Regions from separate parts of the Macaca mulatta genome. Here all the other regions are linked to region 1. The links are chromatin contacts, called in public Hi-C maps. All regions are on one chromosome and are shown on one strand. The core of a region is the stretch at or near the end of the contact, and the rest is flanking DNA. Distances in the headings are between cores, read along the strand shown. Region 1 holds the start of SRD5A1 (steroid 5 alpha-reductase 1). Region 2 holds the start of TENT4A (terminal nucleotidyltransferase 4A). Region 3 overlaps TENT4A (terminal nucleotidyltransferase 4A).

Region 1 (4,840 bases), core at 532-3,031:
CAACACTCGGAAATGCTACACTGGCTGGTGCAGTCTGTACTGGGAAGTAGCAGGAGACAACCTGACAGCAGACAGTGGTAACCTGTCTGTAATGGAAAACACTAAGAGACCACCTACCAGGAGACTGTTGTCAAGCTAAGTCCGTCCTTTTTCTGAAGGCAAAGAGGCCACTCTGCAACAGTTTTGATGAGAAAACAAGGGCTGTAGCATGGAGCTGGCAGAAGTGGTGACATAAAGGAAGAGGTTGGATGTACTAGGAAGAGTTGGCTGAACTCAGTGACTCATAAAGCTGCAAATAGCCTGAAAACTTGGATACCAATGTAATGTTGATAGAAGCACCAGGTACTAAAACATTAGGATGTTTGCCAAGTATACCCAGGCTCTTTCATGTTAACAGCAAATGCAGTACCAAGAAATATAATTCAAGTGATAGAGATTAATATCCCAAGCAAATAATCGGCATGAAGCATTGTGGTACCTACCAACTCAGTGGCTGTGGAACTTCAACTTTCTGACCGTCCACCTCCAGGTCCTCCAATTCCTTAAAATATTTGTTCTTTAAGCAATGGAGAATCTCTTTTGCATGGCTATTGAAAAACAAGAAAGTTTCAAACTGATCTAGAAAGCTAAGTTAATACATTGTATCTTTTTAAATTTAAGACTACAAGTGTTTTAAAACTAAAACCAACTTTTGCATGCAAAGTAAACATTCTTCAGTCACTACTTTTACACTGTATCCCTTCAAAATTTAAGCAATCCACACTGTTCATCCCTAAGAGCAACACTGCATTCCTTCTCTCCTAAGTATACCTACAGTTTTAGTTTCACTTGCGACTCATTTAGAAAGATGTAACTACAAAGATGGGGGGTGGGACGGAGGGGGGAAGGACCAAGGAGTTTTATGCATTCTCTATATTCTCTTACGTTCCAAAAGGTAAGACCCTCAGCTTCCCTCCTGGAAGATTCCCCAGGAACCGAATCTTCCTCAGATCCCATTTTCATTTCCTCTTCTAACCCTGCACCTGCAATACCTCCGTGACCATTTCATTGGACCCTGTGCTCCCACCTCAATGCTTCCTGAATCCAAACCGCTGAAACGCCACGGTTCTCTGGCATCGTAACACTTGTCGGAGAAAACACCATCGCCCTTAACCGCCAGCATCCTGGCCCCAACTCCCAAAAAATCAGGCACTGCCCCCCTACCTTTTGTAACCAGTAATTCTTAAAGTGGCCGGGAGGGGCTCCCTGAGAGCGTCCATGAACTGGCCCCATTCGCCCTCGGGCACGATCTTGAGCTCCTGGTAGTAGTGCTCGAACAGCTTGTTCTCCTTGACGATCTCGGGGTAGCCTCCTTCCCAGCCCTGAGAAAGGAAAGCGACGTCTACCCCGAGGCCCGAGGAGCTGCCCCTCGCCGCCGCTTCGGAGGCCTCGGGGTCCGGGAGGCCCACGAGGAGCCCCTGGCCCGCCCGCCGGGTCCCGGCTCCTACCGCTTCGCCGCGCTTTCCACCGCCCTCGGCGCCATCCTCCGCATCCTCTGGCCGCTGCTGTTGCTGGAGCCGCCGGCCCCGCGACCGCCGCCCCATAGCCCACGCGGCCGCACACGCAGCACGCACAAACCGGCCGGCCACGGCCAGACTTTACAGCTCCCGGGACTTTCGACCGGAAACCAAGGCCCCACGTGTCCGGGCCTGGTCCTTTCGGGGACCTTTGGGGACCGTCCAAGAATAAGCCTAAAGCGCACAACCCGTCTTCCCTAAAAGCAGCGAGAGAGGGAAAACCGCGGACAGCTCTGAGGCGGAAAAAGCCTCCAGGAAGCAGCCATGAAGGCGTCTCCAAGCGAAGCGCCCGGGTTTCCCACGCGGTCTCAGGGACCTCCGCGGACAGCCTGAGGCCGCCCGTCCGCAGAGCGGCGCCGGGTTACGGCGGCCCGGCGTGGGCGGGGCGCTTCCAGGTCCCTCCCCGCGCAGGTGCTCGCCCCGCCCCCGGGGCCGCGCCCACAGCCCCGGCTGCCCTGGAGAAGCCTGGATTGAGAACCCTGTCTGCAGTGTCCCGGCAGTGCCGAACTCGGGTAGCCGCCCGTCCCGCCCCCGCGCTGCCGCCTTATATGTTGCCTGCCGCGGCCTCTGGGGCATGGAGCACGCTACCCAGCCCCGGCGATGGCGACGGCGGTGGCGGAGGAGCTCCTGCTGGCCGAGGAGCGCATGCTGGCCGCGCTCGCCTACCTGCAGTGCGCCGTGGGCTGCGCGGTCTTAGCGCGGAATCGTGAGACGAACTTGGCGTACGGCCGCCACGCGTCGCCCAGCTTTAGGGTCCGAGTGCCGGCGCGGGCCGCCTGGGTGGTGCAGGAGCTGCCCTCGCTGGCTCTGCCGCTCTACCAGTATGCCAGCGAGTCCGCCCCGCGCCTCCGCAGCGCGCCCAACTGCATCCTCCTGGCCATGTTCCTCGTCCACTACGGGCATCGGTAACGTCCCCGGCCCCCGACCCTCGGCCCGGCGTCCTCTCCGACCTTCCCCTCACTGCCCGGTGCCCTCTCCCCGAAGCCTCCCCCACCCAGATGCCCTCTCCCTGCCAAACCCCCAGGGCGTCCCCCATCTGCACGGGTCCCCTTCCCCTGCCGCCCCTGGGGTCCCCTCCCCGAGTCCCCCGGCCCCGGGAGTTTGGAAACCAGAAGGGATTCGTCTAGAAAGGGCGGGAAGCGAAGGACTAGAAGGGAGTGATGGAAAAAATCATGATGAAACTGATCTGGAAAGAGCCACTCGGTGGTCCTAGGTTTGGTTTCCTTAGCCGGGTGCGGTGGCGCCTGTCTGTAATCCCAGTTACTCGGGAGGCTGAGATGGGAGAAGAGCTTGAACCCCCGGGAGGCGGAGGTTACAGTGAGCCGAGATCTCGCCACTGCCCTCCAGCCTGAGTGACAGAGCAAGACTCTGTCTCAAAATTAAATAAATAAAAATAAAGAATTAAAAAGTAAAAATATAAAATTAAAATGAAGACTAGATTTTGTTCCCTTAGATCACGTCTGCGGGGGTGTGGGGGGGTGACCTAGAGTCTAACGCTGATGGTCTTCAGTCTTGAGGGCTACTGGTTTCTACTCCTTTCTGCCGGTTCCCCCTTTGGTATCTTTGGTGATGGTGGAGCTGTTTTCTCTGAGCCAAGTGATCAGCGGCAACTGGAAACCTGGTATGCTAAAATTGCCTAGCAGTTTCTCTATATAGGCTTGATCACTTTCACACTTTCATCTCCACCTTATGCAAGGGACCCCAGGATTGTGGGGGGGCTTTCCAGGCAACAACCTTAAACCTTAAACAAATCAAGTCTTAAAGATGACTTCTAAATCTTTCAAGGTGTTTTTTTTTTTTTTTTTTTTTGAATATTTTAAAACTGGCTGTGTCTGAAATCTTCAAGTTTTCTAATAAGTTGGGGTTCTCTCCAGGTCTTATCTTTTGGCTTTTACACAGCTAAAGCAAACGGCAGGTCAAAAGTTCAAAATCAAATTTTAAATGTTTTCATTCAGGCTCTGGAAAGCTTCACCGTTGAAAAGGATGTCTCTGCACCCAAGGAAGTTGAACTCACTGGCTCTGTGACTGTGGGCCGTTTACCCAACCTTTCTGATTTGGGGTCCTACCTTAAAACACCCACTTCCCACCAAGACAGGAAGAACTCAGTGTGTCTTTATAAGCCTCTGTTCTTTTCCTGGTGTCATGCATTCCAGTGAAGAATTTTTTTTGGGAATAGGATCAACCATTGCTACACATGTGTGAATGCACATCCAGACATGTACTCTGTGTGTCATTCATGTACACTGCTGCCAGCCTCATGTGCCAGCAAAACTGTGGCATTGGAAATGAAGGGAGCACTTTACAAAGTTTTGCCTGACATCCCAAATGGAAGCTTTTTAACTTGAGACATCATGTTTAATTGTACCTACATTCACTCAAGCAAAAAAATGAATGCAACCTCCCAAAGGGCCAGGGTCACCTTGAATGATAGAACTTGAACAGCTCCTTCATACAGAGGAAAGCATGGAGACACAGCATGCTGCTGTCTTCCCTGAGGCTGTTGGATGAGGAGCTGCTAGGACGAAAACGCACTTCCTATACTAATAGTTTAAAAGCTGCTCCAAGAGGATTGGCTGGGTCAGGTATAGTTTTTTTAAACTGCTAGGCTATTTTTTTTGGGGGGGGAGGGGGCAGGGTTGTACATGTTATTGTGTACATAGCCTATGTGGTTTGGGGACATTACGCTTTCCAAATAGAAGAGATAAACATTTTCCATTCTACCCAAGCAACTAATTTATTAAACAGTCATTTGATCTAAGTCATGAGCACTTGGAAGAGAACCAGAGTGGAAACAGCATTTAGCACTGAGCACAAACCATCCCAGCAGCCCCTGGAAGCGTCCTGGAGCCCCTTATTTGCACAGGGCCCTGCAGAGAACACCAGACACAGTGGGAGGAGGCTGTGGGTACAAGGATGACTCAGAGGCAGGAGAAAGGTGAGCCTGAGGAGGTGCTGGCCAGGCAGAGCCAGTGGCACCTTAAAAAACCTGACAGGTATGCACACAGGCCCCGTGCTGAGCTGTGAGATTTCGCAGGAATGAGGTTGGGCCCTGCCCTGGGGAGCTAGAGCCTCTTTTGGGAGTGGCGAGGACCAGAGCCCAGTCCAGGGACTTTCCACAGTCCATGAGGCCTGAAGGCAGCAGCAGAGCTACAGCTCTTGCCAGAGCAACTGACAGTTTCAGGAACAATGAGTACAGGACAGTCAGCTCAGGAGGGAGGAAAAGTGCAGGAAAGGATAGAGGGAATAGTGCACTTTCATGTATTTATTCAGCAAACACTGAGGAC
Region 2 (5,032 bases), core at 543-3,042, 90 kb after region 1:
GCGGACCCCGGAGAGCGCAGCGTGAACTGCTGCACGGCCCCTCAAATGAGAAGCCTGCGGCGGGATCTGTGACCCAGGCCGGCCCTTGCGTCAGGAGACAGGGCCCGCCGGCTGGGGGAGGCGCCTAGCGGTGTCGTCCGCGGCCCTCGCCTGGCTGCGCGGAAACTTCCACCGCTGGCGGTGACCGCCATGCGCCCCTGCGCACGCGCAGCGCAGCACTGGCGGCAGCCCGGAGACACCAGCCCTAGCGCGCATGTCTGCACGCCCAGGTCTGCACGCCGCGGCGGGCCAAGGGCGGCGTGCGGGCCTTCCAGCGGCTGCCTGTTCCTCCCAACCCCGGCCTAGTCTGAAAGGGCTCAACGCCGCCGCTGCTCCCTCCAGCCCCTCCCAGTCGCGTAGCTTCTGACGCCGACCTCACCCCGCCCGCGGCCGAAGGACCCCAACGCGCAGGCGCGGTAACCACGGCGGCGGTGTCTAGTGAGTATTTGAAATCGGCCGCGCGTGCGCACTGGCGACGCGGCCCGGCGACCGAGGCCGCGCTTCCTCCTGCCGCCCCCGTCCCCGCCCCCTCCCCCGCCCCTCATTGGAGCGGAGGCGGCGGCGGCCCCCTCCTTCCCCCGCGCTGTCGCCGCCGAGAGTGTCTTTTCACCGCCGCCGCCGCCGCAGGAACGCGGAGCCAGCGGCGCGAGCGTGACTGAGGGCTGGGCGCACGGGCGGCGGCGCCTCCCGCGGGTCCCTCAGCCGCGCGGCGCCTGGGCCCGCCCCCTCGGCCCCGCCGCCCGCCCCTCTCCGATGGCCTCTCCCCGCGGCCCGAGTGGAACGCCGCCGCCGCCGCGGCCCCCGCGCCCGCCCCGCGCCGCGTGAAGCGGGAGCCCCGAGACCGCAGCCGCCCGCTGGGACGCGCCAAGCGCCGGAGCCGCCCGCCGCGGCCTGCCCGGGCCCATCACCGCCGCCGCCGCCCCACGCCGGAGCCCGACGGGAGCGCGGCTCGAGCAGGAGGCCGGGGGCTCGGCCCGCCCGCCGCCGCCAGCCCAGGCCCGTCCGTCCGTCCGTCCGTCCGTGCGCGCGCGGCCGGGCCTCGGGGCGCGGCGGGGGCGGGGCCGCGTCGGGGCGGGCGGGCACGCGGGCCCCGCGGGGGCGGCGCGTGGATGGATCCGCGCGTGGCCTGGATCCAGCCCGAGCAGAAGGGGCCGGCCAATGCCCTGTGGATGCAGATCTGGGAGACCTCGCAGGGCGTGGGCCGCGGCGGCTCGGGCTTCGCGTCCTACTTCTGCCTCAACTCGCCGGCGCTGGACACGGCGGCCGCGGCGGGGGCGGCCGGGCGGGGCGGTGGCGGCCTGGGCCCCGCGCTGCCCGCCGCGTCGCCCCCGCCTCCTGGCCCCGCCGCGCCCGCCGCGCTGCCCCCCGCGTTGCTGACGGCGCTGGGGCCCGCGGCCGAGGGCGCGCGGCGCCTGCACAAGTCTCCGTCGCTGTCGTCCTCGTCGTCGTCCTCGTCCAACGCGGAGTCGGGCACCGAGAGCCCCGGCTGCTCGTCGTCGTCCTCCAGCAGCGCCTCGCTGGGCCGGCCGGGCGGCGGCCGCGGCGGTTCCTTCTTCAACTTCGCCGACGGCGCGCCCAGCGCCCCCGGCACAGCCAACGGGCACCCCGGGCCGCGCGGCCCCGCGCCCGCTGGCTCCGCGTCGCAGCACCAGTTCCACCCGGGTCGCCGGAAACGCGAGAACAAGGCCAGCACCTACGGCCTCAACTACCTGCTGTCCGGCAGCCGCGCGGCTGCTCTCAGCGGAGGGGGCGGCCCCGGGGCCCAGGCGCCGCGGCCGGGCACCCCGTGGAAGAGCCGCGCGTACAGCCCCGGCATCCAGGGGTGAGTGCACGGGGCGGCCGCGGGGGGGGGGGCGGGGACCATGGTCCTGGCCGGCGCCCGCGTTGCAGACACCAGTTACAGGCGCCCTGGCTTCTTTTGGAGGATGCATGTTGAAGGCCAAGGCCCGACTCTGCTCTGAAAGTTTTTTTGTTTTTTTTTTTTTTCTTGCTAATATGAAACTCCTTTATAATGGAGTGACTTGCCCAGATCCTGCAAGTAACAATGCAAGAAAGGGGCTGCTGAATAGGACCTGTAGGTATTTGTCTTTTTTACTCTTGAGACTGGAAAGGGAAATCGACTCTCCCCCTGCACCCCGCCTCCGGGCAAGTGAGGAACCCCTTGTTAAAGTGGGGCGTAGATAAGTGTGGAGTTTCATTAAGTTAAGTTGCAGAATAATTTAGCATTACCAGGAACTCAGATCACGTCGAAGGTAAATATTAACCGTTTTTATTTCATTTAAAACAAAAATTTAACTGTCAATTTAGAGGTGATTCATTTGGGGGGGGGTTGTGTGCTTTAATTTCGTGCTGCAGTTAACATAAGTATAGTATATACATATTGGCTTAATTCAAAGAAAAAAACAGATATGTCATATATATCTATTCTTTGGAAGATGCCATTATTATTTTAAATACTTCCACATCCGCCTGGAGGGAATTAGAGGCTCTACTTATTTTTAGTGCACCTACAGACGGCAAGGAATGAAAGCAAAGGTGGTGTGTGTGGGGTTGGAATTGCCCCAGGTGAGGCTGTTCAGGTGTGATGCTGTTGACGCAGCTCTTTGGCCATTTTGGGCTTTTCTGAGCGTCTGGAAATAATTTATGTGTGGGTTGTATGTCAGTATTTTAAGACTTAAACGATAAATTTTCCTTGCACGATTTTTTTCCCCCCAATTTAAAAAAGAAGGATTTGCCGGGGTATGAGGGTTGTTACATGCAGTAGAGTCCTACGAATAACCACAATTGCTAGGCGTTGGGAGTTGTTACAGTGCACTTTTTCTTGTAACTCTGTTTCTCATGTGAAGTATGTTGGGAAACAGAGTTGATACTTCTTTAAAGCGTGTGATACACTGTAATAGCCGCATGTTGTGTAACTTTTTTCACCTGGCTTGGGCTACAAGTGATGCCTTCTAAATTCCCTGAAGGTGTAAACATGCATTGCAGACACTGGCGGGAGGGCAGACTCCTCTCCCTCCAGTTCTTACCTGTAGAACTTTCTGAGAGCAGGTGGTTGGAAGCGGTTTCTTCTTGATGTATAGTAATGTATACCTCAGGGCTCGCTTGGGAGGACCTTTAGGTTTCCAGCCTGTTATGGAACTGGCATGGGCTCCGTGTCTCTTAGCACTAGAAAAAACAGACACGTCGTCTCTGCAAGTCTTGGGTTGTACCTCTGCTCTTAGCAGTAGCGCATCAGGCCCCACGCATCTCACTTGGACTCCCCAAGCTGTTTCCTCCTGGTAACTAGTAAGCCTCAGTAGGTCGTGTTGCTTTTGTTAGTGAATGAGCCCACTAGGGTCAGGTGCTGTGTTGGGATCTGGGGATCTGGTGCAGAGACGATATGGAGACAATCTCATGATCTTGACCCACCCTGAAACCTGCCTACAAGTGCCCCCTGCCTAGAGCACAAGAGTACCCTGCTCAGTTGTGCAGGTCCCCTCTCACGCTCTTCGTCACCCACGCCCAATCAATCATCAGATGCTGTTCGTTTGGCCCTTTTAATCTCTCCACACCTCATCCTCAGGCAGTCTCTTGTTACCTCTGTGGAGATCGCTCAAGCAGCCGGAGGTGCCTTCGATGCACTCTCGTCCTGCTTGAGTCCTTTCCCATCACTGCTAATGGGGTGATCTTCTCTGCCGGCAGGTCTGGTCAGGTTCCCCTTCACCCTCTGATGTCACCTCCTCCATCTCCAATCCCCCACATTAAAGTCTAAAGCCTAAAACTCAGCAACACCTCCAGGGTTCTGCTACTCAGATGACCCTGGGTCCTGGCCCCTGGCCCCACGCCCCACCCCTTGCCAACCTGTTAGAACCCAGCTGTAAGGCAGTATGGTGTAGGGCATAAGAGAGGGCTCTGAAGCCCGTCAGGAGGTCTGGTTTGATGCTACAGTCATGCTCTTGGAACCTTCCTTTTCACCTTTGCTGGAGACCTCTCCTTGCCTGTCTCCAGGTGGTGTGTACCATGCCTCCAGTATGGCCCTGGGTGCATCCACTTCCTGCTGTCTCTGCCCAAAGGGGCCCGTGAGGACTACCTGCTATGAGCCTAGAAGGGCACGTTGACCTCTGCTTGGGCTGCTACTCAAGCTGCTCTTTCAGAAGTAAACCTAAGCGGTGGTAGAGTTGGGCCTATGACTAGAGGAGGTAAGGTCCCCCCAGTGATCATTTCCACATGGCCCGTTGGTCCTACATGAACTAACCTTTTCGTGTCAAGAAATAGTTCCGTCTAGAACTTTCTTCTGGCCATCAGCTTACCCAGAGTGTTGAGAAAGGCCACCAAAAAGTCTTTCAGTTGTGCCTTAGAGAAGGAAATAACTGAGTTTTAAAGGCACACCTGAGCTGACCAATAGTAAAGGATCTTGTTGCTGGGAAGCTGCTTGGGGTTGTGATATAGTCCCAGGACGTGCACTTCTGAAAATGCAGTGTGCGTTCCTCATGGGAGGATGAGCCTGCTGCGGAGCACTGGCTGAACCCAGTTGGGTCTTTGCCTGGTAGCCCATGTGGCAACCTGCACTATTTGTCCTTTTCTGGGGAGGAGTTTTCTGTCCTTGGACACTTTGCCTGGTGGCTTGGCCTTGTGAGACTGCCAGTCTGCCTTCTGCTCAAGTAGGATGAAGAAAAAGCAGGTGAAAGAGGACAGGGATTGGTGCAAGAACCTTCAGAGGAGAGGAGGTGAAATGCTCCTTTTGACTCTGGTTCTTACTCCATTGTTTGATTGAAATCCCAAGCCTTTGTTTTGGGAATGGTGTGCTTAGCGTGAACTCTGCTGTTGACCTGGGCTTCTGACCTTGAGATGTTGGGCAGGTGTGTGGACAGGCCCTGGGCCCGTTGCATCCCAGCCTCTGGCTGCTGTTACTTGCACGTGCTCTCATGCCCTGACCCAGCGGGGCTTTGAGCTGTTGTTACTTTGCCATGGTCATTCTAGCAGCTTTGGAAACCTCTCCAGGTTAAAAGTCTTG
Region 3 (4,427 bases), core at 370-2,869, 120 kb after region 1:
TGTTTCAATTTGTTAGAGGCTGATTTCTGATTCTTATATTAAAACCCTCTTGATCAACGCACCTTTCTGGAGGCTCCTTTGTAGCTCATTTTGTACTGGGTGTAACGGTTAGTGCGGGGTGCCCATCTGGTTCTGTGGGTCCAGTGCACATCAGTGCAAGCTCAAGGAGTTCTCTATATTCAGAAATGTCCATTTCATGGTAAACAATAAACATTTGTTGGTGCTTGCCTGTGATTTATATTGAAAAAAAATTGTCTCAGAATAAAGTTTGGTACCACATATGAGAAAAGGATTTACAAGATTGCTTTCTCAATTGATGAAACCTCATTATTTTGTCTGAAATTATATGTGGTCCTTATTTTGTTGAGTAACATGGAAAATCTATCAGTAGAAAACAGATGTGTTTTAAAAAATATTGTTAAATGCTGTGATGTATTGATAAACTGTACTTACACTTTTTAAACATTTAAAATCATCTCTAATTGAAACAGTATTGTGTTTATATTTTCTTGAGTGAAGAATTCTGTTCTTTACAGAATCTTGCCTGTATAATTTAGCTGCACAACTGGATTTGTCCATGTTTACCATTAATGTTGTACTTGTGATTGTGCTGAGTGAGCCGTTTCTGTTCATGATTTGGTAATGTTCTCACTGTCACGAATGCTATGATAGTAGAACCACTGGGTAACCACCTGTGATGATCGCAGCTTCCTTGGTCTGTCTCTGCAGAGATGCTTTAAGAGTAGTGAAAATGGAATTCCATGTCTGTTTTCTTACAGTTCAAGTCACACTGTCCTGTTTTCACTTTCCCCTCTGAGATGTGGCCGTTAGTGTATAGCCTTTCTTCCATAGTTTTTGGACATTATTTTGAACTAAACATGGGCCTCTGTTCTTTACTAATATACTCCTGACTTGCACTATTTTCATGGCCTTGTAGTAACAACAGCTACTTAATACTTTGATCATGCATGTGCCATGTGTGCCTGGGCCCAGGGCCTCCTGCCACCCCCTCAGGGGGTCCTTTCAGTGATCCTGTGACCCCACAGGAGGCCACCATAGCATGAGTCGGATTCCTGGGTTCACTGCCACATCCCTGTGCCTGTCCAGTGCCCAGAGCTTGTCCTGCCTCAGCGGTGTGACTGTGGCAACATTTGAGTTTCTTGACTGAGTGAGGGGAGGAGGCCCACCCTGCCACTGGCCAGGCTCTTGGATATGTGATTTTGGCTAAAAGACAAGGAATAAGGAAGGGAATAAAGGTGAGGCCAGAATTGGAATCCTCCTCTTGTGTGGTGGAAATACGCAGAGAACTCCGGGATTCTTCTGAACCTTAAAAACATTTGTATGCTTTCGAGCTGCAGCTCCTCCTGGCACTCTGTGTTATAAATAGTTTCAAGCACCGTGCTTCTCTGAGGGATTTCTCTCATGTGCCCTTGTCCATCCCTTTCTAGTTGGCACTGTCCGATAGAATTCTCTGTGATGGTGATGGCCACTTCTGCATGGTCCGGCAAGGGGCTTGGTGCCACATGTGGCTACTGAGTATTGCAGTGTGGCTGGTGAGAGCAACAAGCTGGATTTTTAATTAATTTGTTTTAGTTCATTTAAATAGACATGTGGGCAATGCAGGTCTGGACAGCTGAGAATTATGACCGTCAGGAGGTGTGGTGGACAGTGGTTTAGTTCAGAACAAGCCCAATGCCTGCTTTTGAAGACGATATGGCACTGAACTGAGAGTGGTGCTCATCTGTGTGCAAGCAGGATGGAAGCTTGCTATAGATATTATGATGCAATACTGATGGCCTATACTCAGCTGAAATCAGTCATTTCACTTTCTGGTTTTATGTGAGACCGCCATACTGTTCAGTCTAACACTGACCCCTGTTGGTTGTACTTCAGCATAACGAAATTAGGACGGTGAGAATCTGAAATTTCATCTACCATCCACACAACTAAGTTATGCAGAATATAGTCAACTTATTTGCCAGTATTTGGTTAATCAGGTATCTGTGTTTGCAGGAAGTTTGCTGTATGGATTAACAATTCCAAAAATTAAACGACAATAAAATTGAGATTAGTACATTGTATTCCTTTTGAACACTCCTCATTGAAGAGGCTGCTGTTCAGGCTTCCTCGTGGTGCTGGTGAGTGAGCGAGTGCCTCTCACTGGTATTGCCTTGAAGAGGCTGCTGGACGGCAGACTTCGTTGCATCCTATTTTCTTTAGAACATGCCCTGAATCCATACAAATTGTGGATGCATTGCTTTTACAGTTGCATCCAAGAATTGATGCCCGGAGAGCTGATGAAAACCTTGGAATGCTTCTTGTAGAATTTTTTGAACTCTATGGGAGAAATTTTAATTACTTGAAAACCGGTATTAGAATCAAAGAAGGAGGTGCCTATATTGCCAAAGAGGAGATCATGAAAGCCATGACCAGCGGGTACAGACCGTCGATGCTGTGCATTGAGGACCCCCTGCTGCCAGGTAAGGGCTCCCCGACCTCCACTGCTGGGAGCTAGGCCAGCTTTGGGGGGTGGGGGGGGAGGTGTGGGGGCTATGTTGGGGCTCTGAAAGCCTCGGGCAATTCATTTGCTCTTGATGCAGGTTTCTCTCTTTTTTTTTTTTTTTTTTTTTTTTTTTGAGACAGTCTCGTTCTGTCGCCCAGGTTGGAGTGCAGTGGCGTGATCTCGGCTCACTGCAAGCTCCGCCTCCCGGGTTCACGCCATTCTCCTGCCTCAGCCTCCTGAGTAGCTGGGACTACAGGCACCCACCACCACTCCCAGCTAATTTTTTGTATTTTTAGTAGAGATGGGGTTTCACCATGTTAGCCAGGATGGTCTCGATCTCCTGACCTTGTGATCTACCTGCCTCGGCCTCCCAGAGTGCTGGGATTACAGGCGTGAGCCACCATGCCCAGCCACAGGTTTCTCTTATACTAACCAGTTAATGACACTTTGAGAAATCCTTATTTAATGCTTCTAATTAACTTTTGTCTTTCCAACTGTTTACATTCTATAATAAAGCAGAATTAAGGAAAATCTTTTTTTTCTGATTATAGAAGTATTCCGTATTCATCCTAAATCATTTGTTTCCCAGAAGTATGTAATATAGAAAAACAGTAGATGCCATAATCCCTTTATTTGGACATGTATTTCTCCACTTTTTTCGTATATGGATATTAATGTTTATTATTGTTATCTTGTTGAACACATCCCACAACGCAAACCTGTTAGTCACTTGGCTTTTGACTTTATTTCCTAAAGATCATCTCAGGGAAAACACATTGGCTGATGTGTTTTGTTGTTGCTTGTAGATGGCGTGATTTATGCAGGCTCTTGAGTGGTTTTTTTGGTAGCACGGTGTGGCAGTGTATCATCCATCTTTTTGTCTGTTGGATCAGTCACATTGGAGACATTGCCATTGTCTTCAAGTGTCTACTGAAATGTACTCAAAAAAACAAAGACCCACATAATCATTGAGATATATAATATAAACCTAGAAAAGATAAAATTCCGGTACTTAGAATATATGTCCTTTAAAAAAAATCTACACTTAACCTGATTGTGAAGAATGAGTTGTATGTAGATTAAAATTCGAAACAGTGCTTTTCTGATGAAAAGTAAGGTCCTCTTGACTGACTTCCTTGGTGACTTCTGTGACAGATTTCTTTGATTTGCTGTCCCAGTTTTTCACACATGAGAATTCACATTCCATTCTAAAGGATTCACTTCCTGCAGGTTCCGTTAGTGTTGACTGAGTTGGGGTGCACTTTGGGCTAGCTGCCCTTCTGACTGCCTTGTGAGGCCTCCTGATTGTCAGATCGGCTATCACACTGGGTCGGTGCTCCGGTCTGCACAATGGTAGCTTTTGGCTTCCTTGTGTGTCTGCCACCTGGAGAGCGGGCTTTTTGTGAGCTGTTGCTCCGTCTGTGAATGGCAGCTGCCTTCATGAGGTGGGCCGTGAGCACGTGGGCAATGATGATGCAGACCAGGCCCCTCGGCACTCACAGACCGTGCCCTGTGTATGGTGATTGACAGGGCCTTTGCTAGTGCCGACTGCCATGCGTGCCCATTGTGTTCGCCTGTCTGGGCTTTGCTGGTGAGGGCCTGCTTCAGAGTCACTTGTATGACAAGATCTGAAATGTGGACGATGGTGTGCGTGTGGGGAGAGTCTGACATAGCCTTTTTGCTGCAGGGAATGATGTTGGCCGGAGCTCCTATGGCGCCATGCAGGTGAAGCAGGTCTTCGACTATGCCTACATAGTGCTCAGCCATGCCGTGTCACCGCTGGCCAGGTCCTATCCAAACAGAGACGCCGAAAGGTAATGGGTTGCGTGTCTGTGTCTGGGCTCAGCATGCCTGTGGGATGGTAGTTACCCCTTTCCTGTGTCATTTACCTCCATGAAATTTATGAAGGGATGTTCTGTCGTAT

The links. Hi-C and Micro-C count contacts between places; a contact is called where the count stands out from the background.
Region 2: a contact with region 1 is called in a Hi-C map of liver, with 3 times the contacts expected there. The contact joins the promoter of TENT4A here to the promoter of SRD5A1 in region 1. A contact is called at or near these places in 4 of 14 Hi-C or Micro-C datasets (CD4 T cells, cortical neurons, fetal cortex germinal zone and 1 more).
Region 3: a contact with region 1 is called in a Hi-C map of cortical neurons, with 4 times the contacts expected there. The contact joins the enhancer-like site here to the promoter of SRD5A1 in region 1. A contact is called at or near these places in 6 of 14 Hi-C or Micro-C datasets (CD4 T cells, blood, cortical neurons and 3 more).

What each region holds. Positions count from the first base shown.
Region 1 is chr6:7,732,704-7,737,543 of T2T-MMU8v2.0, forward strand. It overlaps SRD5A1 (steroid 5 alpha-reductase 1), which reads left to right and starts at 1,782. Exons shown (of 5, transcript XM_001083405.5): 1 at 1,782-2,461. The coding sequence starts at 2,157. NSUN2 (NOP2/Sun RNA methyltransferase 2) reads right to left here and starts at 1,654. Exons shown (of 19, transcript XR_001445160.3): 1 at 1,488-1,654; 2 at 1,204-1,361; 3 at 483-587.
Region 2 is chr6:7,822,485-7,827,516 of T2T-MMU8v2.0, forward strand. TENT4A (terminal nucleotidyltransferase 4A) reads left to right here and starts at 1,793. Exons shown (of 13, transcript NM_001261299.1): 1 at 1,793-1,861. It overlaps LOC106998645 (a long non-coding RNA gene), which reads right to left and starts at 146. Exons shown (of 2, transcript XR_003730217.2): 1 at 1-146.
Region 3 is chr6:7,853,707-7,858,133 of T2T-MMU8v2.0, forward strand. It overlaps TENT4A (terminal nucleotidyltransferase 4A), which reads left to right. Exons shown (of 13, transcript NM_001261299.1): 7 at 2,267-2,480; 8 at 4,191-4,317. Among named protein-coding and RNA genes, the nearest start is that of TENT4A, 32 kb to the left of the region's middle. Within about 2 kb of position 1,620, at least 10 of the 40 cell types and tissues checked have an H3K27ac peak or open chromatin away from gene starts, as enhancers often do. A contact at or near this core is called in blood and cortical neurons, where this site is marked.